2 separate regions of the Callithrix jacchus genome follow, and region 2 is linked to region 1. Evidence: chromatin contacts called from public Hi-C data. All regions are on one chromosome and are shown on one strand. Each heading gives the region's core, a stretch centred on a gene start, on an enhancer-like site or on the middle of the called end of the contact. The rest is flanking DNA. Distances are from core to core; before and after follow the strand shown.

Region 1 (4,128 bases), core at 470-2,969:
GAAACTGAGATCAAATTTCCAAATAAAGTATATTGAAGTTTTGTTTAAACTTTTAAAATCTCAAGCTTAAAGCTTTGGAATATAAGATTAAAAAAATTTTTTTAGTATCCATTTTGTTGGCTTTAAACATCACACAAAGTAACCAACAGTCTGTAACTTTCACCTTAGAGAAAACATGATAGTGGTTGTTATGTATTTCCTGTATTGTTTTCTCTTCACTATCTTTGCTTTCTTTTCATTGCACTTTGCCAGCCAACGGAGGATGTATAAGTACATGTGACTCACACCCACTTGTTTACACATGCATCTCTGCGAATACATAAGACAGTAGGTTAAAAAAGAAGAATTAGCTTCCCATCCCCTGGCCCTCTCCCACAAAAGAAGAATTAGTCCAGTCGGTGTTTCAGAATGGATTCCAGGATTCTTAGTGTTCCCTCGGGCTCAGAGTGGTTGATAGGAAAAGCCTATAATCCTCTCTGTCGCTTTTCAGTTTGTTTAGGGAATGGATCAAAGAAGGATGATTTTACTGGGTGGCATGATTTTTTTATTATATGAGGGAAAATAGCACTTCAGTGTCTTTTGTTTGAAGACAAGCTTTATAGAATCCAAAAAGTATACCTCTCAGCCAGAGTCCTAGTCAATAAGCTGATAGATATTAAGATTCTGAATTCTTCATTGATTATATTCAGTCATTGTTGGGCAGTTGACTCCCTCCCCTAATAATTGCACCAGTATCTATAACCAGCATTTTACAGATGGATTTTCTAGACTCTTTCTGTAAGAGATGTTTCTAAAAAGAGTTATAGTGAGATATGCTTCTATAATGAAAACTACTAGTGTTTTACTAATATTTCACAAAAACAATGTTACTCTGGCTCCCATATATAACTGCCTATGGGTTTTTATGATTATTTTAAAAGAATGGTAAGGTAATGCCTACAGGGGAACTCATGGTGACAGCTCCATCCAAAGTCTGAGCTATTTTGGCTTTGTACTCCAAGACTTTATTTTCATAAATCTTAACTAAAATCTAGAGCTTTAACTTGGTAATTCAAAGCATAGGGACAGCTCTTTTTCAAGTGATGTTCTTCCCATGACAATCCATCAGTGAGAAACCAAATACCATATTCCAAGCTGCTGGTCACGAGAAAACAAGCAGATGAGATGAATGTGATAGAAAGGACTAGAGTTAGTTTTGAGGTCATCTTTAGCCAACATTCCATTGCCTGAAGGTCAGTAATCTGAATCCTTTCCATTTGAGCACATCGGGGAACAGCTGAATACCCACGCTGAGGCATAATTTTAGCTGTCAGTGTCTCCTGTCAATATACATATGGTCATCTAACATAAGGCAAAGAGACAGGCACTCCTGCTTCTTTATATTCCTGACTCCCAACATGGTGTCCTAATGAATGACGATCATGCAGTAAATGTTTAGTGATGAGAACATGACTTTAAGCAAGGCTGTAGGATTTGCCTCAGACAAGTCAGTCAGTAAGAAGGCAGGCCTGGAATCATAGAAATGTATTACAGTTTTGCCCAAGAAACCACGAATGTTGGAAACCCTAAAGTTTCTTTCTTACATACATCAGCTGGTTTCATGCAATGGGGCAGATATCTGACTCTTCTCTGTTCTTCCCTGATCTATCCTGCATGTCTCTACACCTCCTCCATCCCCCTTATCTCCCCCTCACCTTTCTTTTTCTTTGTTTGGCTCTATATAGGTGTTGGGAGTCCCTACAGAGGACACTTGGCCGGGAGTCTCCAAGCTACCCAACTACAATCCAGGTAATATTGATCTGAGCTTCTGAAGACTGAGTATTAGTAATGTAAGGAAGGAGAGCACTGGCCATGCTAACAGGGTGTTCTTCTTATATTACGAAACTGGCAGCACAGATGGGTCTTGATGAATTTCTACATTCATATATCCCCTGATTAATCTTTGTATGACGAAGACACTGAAATAGTAGTTGATGTTAGAGCAGTTCCCCAGCTCTATAAAACACAAGCAGCAAGCAGAACAGAATTTGAAATGACTATTACTGCAGATTCCACATCCATTGTCAAACACCCAATGGCTCAAAAGAACAACTCAAAAGATGGCTCACCTTTGCACCCCTGACTCTCATAAGTTTATTGATTAGATTGTTAAATTTCATATATTTAAAAAGAAAGCTAATGCAACAGAATAGAGGTAGAGGCTCATTAGGCCTAGGACATGCCAGGTAAGCTGTCTCTAGATTATATTTACTAAGTGTTCATTCATTGCCTCTAAACCTGACACTTGGTCATTTTCTCTCACACATTTGGTCTTTCAAGACTGGCTTCTGGGATAAATTTAGAAGTCAACCATGGGGGAATTCTTTGAGAAGTTTTCTCAAGGCCACATCGAAGGAATGAGGTTAGTCACCTCAAGGATGTTGAGACAGAAGGGAGGAGACAGACACTGAACTACAGAATGAAGGATCACATCAGAAGCTGGAGAAACAAATAAAGACTATGCTGAAGCTGAGCTCTCACTGGCAGGATGAAAAGGGAGGTAGACAGGTACAGAGAAGGACAAGATTAGGGTGGATATGCTCAAAACTAGATTTTCGGCGGGATCTTGGCTCACTGTAACCTCTGCCTCCTGGGTTCAAGCAATTCTCCTGCCTCAGCCCTGTGAGCACCTGCCACCATGCCCAACTAATTTTTTTGTGCTTTTAATAGAGATGGGGTTTCACTCTGTTGGCCAGGCTAGTCTCAAACTCCTAACCTCAGGTGATCCACCTGCTTCAGCTTCCGCACTCAGCCTGTTGTCCTTACTAAATTTAGAATGATATTATCCTAAAAGGGTTTCATGAGAGCAAGAAATTGTAGCTAGAGTTAAAATGTGATTAAAGAAGAAGATAGAAGACATAGGGAGCTGGGCCTTTTTTTCTTCTTTTCTTTGGCATCCAATACTTTTGTTCAAACAGCTATCCATAGGGATCAGGCATCTTGAACCATCAGGATTATGGAAGCCCTACAGCAAGCTAAAGACTACCTGTAAAGTCCTTTCAGCTGCTTTGTGAATAGCCATATCCATTGCTAAAAGGCCTTAAAATCATTTGCAAATGGTTTATGATTTCTAACCATTTTGCTAGAGTGTAGAATCTGAGAAAAATGCCACTCTCTGGTCACAGGGCTTGGAATAGTGCCTGTTACCATTGGTCTGAGATAGAGAAAAAAGAACAAGCTTCTTGTAGAGCCATGGTCCAGCCTGCAAATTGGTCCTATCTCCAGTTGCCATGGTTTCCAGTAGAACTTGGGTCTCACCTTTTCCTACCCTGCTTGTACTTCTCCCTGTCCACGCTGTTCTCTTTTCCCTCAGCTAACTGAGGATGCCAGCAGAAGTGTAGAGTCGCAGATGGATTACAGGAAACAATTTGGATGATGCCAATACAAAACTACTGTGGTGGGCATATGTTACTCCCCAAACTTCAGACATTTGGGTTTCAGGTTGGCCCAGGCAAACAACAGTGATCCTTAATACAAAATGTCTTGGTGAGAGCAATAATCATAGAAACTTGGCCAAAGTGCTTCCCTGCCAGACTGTGTGCTTAATAAGATAACTAGGTTCCAGCAAAACAGAGAAAATATGTTGCTTTTTTTTTCAATTTTCTGTTGTTTCAAAACAACATGAAGTTTTTTTATGTTAGAAGAAAATTCTCCAGGCTCAACATCCATGGGGCTCATAATCAATTGTTTTTCTTGTAAGTTTTCAATTTAATTCAAATAAATCAAAGATTTTCAAGCACCTACTATCTGCCAGGTGCTGTGCATGCGCTGGGCTACCCAGAGGGAGAGGGTGCACTCTCGGATCTCTAATGTTTGGGTTTGGATTCATTCATCCACACTCTGTCACCAGTTCTCTTTGTTGCTGGGGTGCTCATTTGTGAGCCCTGCTTCCATGGCTTGGGGAGTTGTGGCTGTGGGCCAGGCTGAGCTTATGGAACAAAGGGAGTTGGAATCTCAGCCTTAGCCAAGATGTCTACACCTGGATTTGGAACTCTTAAAAGTCCAGCCTATTTTGTGCATGGGGTCAGTACTATCAATAACTCAATTGTAAGGACTGTGTTTTAAAAGGGTCTTCAACATCTGTGTTTC
Region 2 (4,128 bases), core at 492-2,991, 320 kb after region 1:
GTAGTTCAGGGAAGGGCAGGTCACTTATCTGGGCCTTGGTCTCCCTTCCCATAAACCAAAGAGGTCGGGATGGATCATCTCTGGGGCCCCATCCCATTCTCATGCTCTGGGCATCTATGAGTCACTCAGGCTTGCACAGTGATAGGCTGCAGATCCAGGACTGGAGCCAGGCCTCCTTCCCAACCTCATCCCCCACCCCTACTTCCAGGAAAGGCTGGCCTGCCACCTTCACTGTGCCTTACATGAATCTCTGCTACCACCCAGCCTCCCTCAGGTGACAGTCTGGGAGAAGGCCATCCCTGTGCATTTGTAGGCCCTGGGTTGTACAGCAACAAGTGAGTGACAGCTCAACAGGTCAATATGGGAGCACTGCTTTGCATGGTGCTCCTGCATGGCATGAGGCCTCCATAAACCCCTGGGCCTCTGGAGGCTTCCACTTCCTGACCTGAAAATAACAAAACTGAACTTCCAATCTCTGTCTTTCACTTTCTGTGACTCAGTGACTTTGGAACTGTTTCTGGTAAGGGGAAAAGCAGAATCTACAGTGCTACCACTGAGATAGCTCCACGGTTCCGCCTCCAGGTTCAGGCTTTAAGTCTTTCACCACTGACGACATAAATGGAAGCTTCCATTATTCACTCAGCATACGCTTGCTGGTCCCTAAGTTTCACACCTTCTGTGGTTGGATAAAACACACTCCTTATTGCAGCTCCCACTTCGGTGCAGAAAACTGATATGCATGCACACAGCTCCAGTGAGTGCAATGCGATCAGTGCTCTAAGAGAATACAGGAAGGACAACTGATCCGGACTGGGCAGAAGTGATAGGGAGAAATCAGGTAGGGCTTCCTGAAGGAGGTGATGGCTGAGATGAAGGAAGGCGTTTACTGAACCTAGACTGCATTCACCCATTTGTGATGAAGACATCAAGAGAGACAGCAGTTCATACTCTCTGTGTGCCAGACACTAGGCTATGCATTTTCTATAAAGTGCTTCATTTAACTTTTATATCAATCCTGTACAGAAGCAGCCCTTGTTATCCCTACTTGTCAGATGAGACAACTGAGGCACAGAGTAGTTAGGTCCCACATCCTTGACAGCAGAGCTGGGTAATAATGAGGCTGACCTCCCCAGGCTTTGTCTGCATAGATTAATTCTGGATGTTAACAGCTATCAAAAAGACGGTTTGCCTCCCCGCCCCCGCAGGAAAAAACAACAAGGTCCAGGGAAAATAGAGATCTAAAGAAATACTACACACGCGCGCGCGCGCGCACATACACAGACACATATACACATATGTACAGACACCCATAACATACATACACATATACACACAGACACACATGCACGGACTCTCTCTCTCTCTCTCTCTCTCTCTCTCTCTCTCTCTCCCCCTCTCTCTCTCTCTCTCTCTCTCTCTCGAAATCTGAATGAAAAGATTCTTTTTTCTTTTGGGGGGGAGGAAGGGAGGAAGGCAGGAAGGGAGGGAAGGAGGAAGGGAGGAAGGCAGGAAGGGAGGGAAGGAGGAAGGGAGGGAGGAAGGAAGGGATGAAGGAAGGAAGCGGGGAGGGAGGGAGGGAAAGGAAGGAAGGAAATCAAGCAATGAGAGAGACTGAAAAGATTCTTCAAGCAGTTTTTTAAAGGAAAAAAAAAAGGTATGGCCAATCGGGAAGGGGACGAAGTGGCCCAGCAGTGTGGCATCTGCGCCTCCACGGCGGCAGGGCCCACAGCAGGCGCGCAGGGAGCAGCCCCTTTCGGGCCGGCGGCGTCTGTGGCTTCAGTAGCGCCGCTCGGGACCCCGTGGCGTTGGAGAGGCTCCTGCCTAGCGCCTCTCCGCTGTGAGAGGTCGTCCCCGCCTCACAAAAGGAGCTCCTTGCCGGTGAGCTCGAGACTCCAGGCGGGCTCTCCCCGAAGGGTCGCTTCTCCGGGTGTGTCGCCTCCTTTCGTCTTTTCTTTTCCTCTCTGTGGTGGCTTGTGATGTCTCTAACGCTGGGGCCTCCTGTGGATTCCATCCCGAGGTGGAGACTGACAGAGCTAGAAGGTCTAAACATCTGAAAAACAGGCTCGCACAGTCCCTGGGGGAAGGCCAGGAGGCAGGCAAACCTCTGGAGTGCCACCCAAACAATTTGGACTTTTTAATTGATACCGTTTTATTTTGGCTAGTTTTCCACTTAGGGGTGGAAACAAGGGAAGTAATTTTTAGCATTTACTTTTTTTTTTTTTTTCTGAGACAGAGTCTAACTCTGTTTCCCAGTCCTGAGTGCAGTGACACCATCTCAGCTCATTGCAACCTCTGCATCCCGAGTTCAAGCGATTCTCCCACTTCAGCTTCCTGAGCAGCTGGACGATAGGCGCCCGCCACCAGGCCCTGCTAATTTTTGTATTTTAATAGAGACAGGTTTTCACCATGTTAGCCAGGCTAGTCTCAACTCCTGACCTCAGGTGATCCGCCTGCCTGGGCCCCACAAACTGTTGGGATTACAGGCATGAGCCTGTATTTCAAAGTTCTCCTTCATAGTGAAGGAGGAGGAAGTGGGAAGCTGTGCATCCTTAAGAATGTTTCTGGCTTACTCTACTCAGCCCAGACGGAAGAAGTCCCCCAGGAAGAACCCCAGAGTCCCAGAGAACAACAGTCATCCCTTGATTCTGAAAATTCTCTTCACCTTCCAGGAAGAAAAACTCATTTATAACAAGATACCTAAATTTGTCAAAACCAAAAAGCAACTAAAACTAGAGATAAGGAAAACATAAGAAAGGAAAATTATTGGCCAGGCATGGTGGCTTACGCCTGTAATCCCAGCACTTTGGGAGGCCAAGGCACTGCAACCTTCGCCTCAGGATCACCTGAGGTCAGAAGTTCAAGATCAGCCTGACCAATATGGAGAAACCCCAACTCAACTAAAAATATAAAATTAGCCAGGCATGGTAGTGCATGCCTGTAATCCCAGTTACTTGGGAAGCTGAGGCAGAAGAATCACTTGAACCCAAAAGATGGAGGTTGTGGTGAGCCAAGATCAAGCCATTGCATCTAGCCCGGGCAACAAGAGTGAAACTCCGCCTCAAAAAAAAAAAAGGAAAATTATAGACCAATCTCACTTCTGATCAAACATACAAAAGTCTGAAATAAACTATTAACTGATCAAATTCTTAAGCTTATATTTTTAAACGTATTAACAATACACATAACTGAATTTGGTTTATCACAGGAATTCAAAGAAGGCCTCACATATGAAAATATGTTTATAATCCACATCAAGAGGTTAATGGGGAAAAGACTTAGGATCATCTCAATAGATGCAAAAGGAAAAAATTAAATTCACCCATTCCGAATTAAAACTTATCAGACTAAGAATAGAAGAGGGCTTCCTGATTTTGACAAAGAGTATCCATAAAAAACATACGGTAAACATCACACTTGAACATTAGAACTTGAGAATCTTTTTTTTTTTTTGAGACACTATTTTGCTCTTGTCATCCAGGCTGAAGTGCAATGGCATGATCTCAGCTCACTGCAACCTCTGCCTCCCAGGTTCAAGTGATTCTCCTGCCTCGGCCTCCCAAGTTCCTGGTATCCCTGGCTAATTTTTTGTATTTAGTAGAGATGGGGTTTCACCATGTTAGTCAAGGTGGTCTCAAACTCCTGACCCCAGATGATCCACCCACCTCGGCCTCCCAAAGTGCTGGGATTACAGGCATGTGCCACCACACCTGGCCGAGAAGCATTCTCTTTAGAGACAGGACTGGGACAAGGATGTCTTCTATCACTGATTCTATTCAACACTGTTCTAGCAATCCTAGCCAGAACAGTAAAGAAACCAAAGAAAGGAAAGATGAAAAGATAGGAAGGAGGAAAATGACATGGGTATTATTTCCAGACTATATTATTACTTAAGTGGAAAATTCAAGGGACTCTACAGGCATTAAAAGACAAAATAATTCAGAAAGATTACTAAATACAGATCAATACACAGAAATCAATTGTGTACAAACTAGTGTTTGAAAGCATAAAGCACAATTTAAAAATAAAATTTAAACGTAATTGTTATTATGGAAAACCGCAAACACACAGAGGTGAACAGAGCAGCACAATGAATCCCATCTGCCCATCTCCTGGCCAACATTCTCCTCT

Evidence for each region. Hi-C and Micro-C count contacts between places; a contact is called where the count stands out from the background.
Region 2: a Hi-C map of skeletal muscle shows a contact between it and region 1, with 6 times the contacts expected there. The contact joins two enhancer-like sites. A contact is called at or near these places in 2 of 3 Hi-C or Micro-C datasets (both in skeletal muscle).

The regions. Positions count from the first base shown.
Region 1 is chr6:123,023,407-123,027,534 of calJac240_pri, forward strand. CDK15 (cyclin dependent kinase 15) reads left to right here. Exons shown (of 15, transcript XR_013519036.1): 10 at 1,725-1,788. Among named protein-coding and RNA genes, the nearest start is that of CDK15, 50 kb to the left of the region's middle. Within about 2 kb of position 1,720, at least 2 of the 16 cell types and tissues checked have an H3K27ac peak or open chromatin away from gene starts, as enhancers often do. A contact at or near this core is called in skeletal muscle, where this site is marked.
Region 2 is chr6:123,345,735-123,349,862 of calJac240_pri, forward strand. The region is part of intron 14 of KIAA2012 (KIAA2012 ortholog); the gene reads left to right. Among named protein-coding and RNA genes, the nearest start is that of SUMO1, 68 kb to the right of the region's middle. Within about 2 kb of position 1,742, at least 3 of the 16 cell types and tissues checked have an H3K27ac peak or open chromatin away from gene starts, as enhancers often do. A contact at or near this core is called in skeletal muscle, where this site is marked.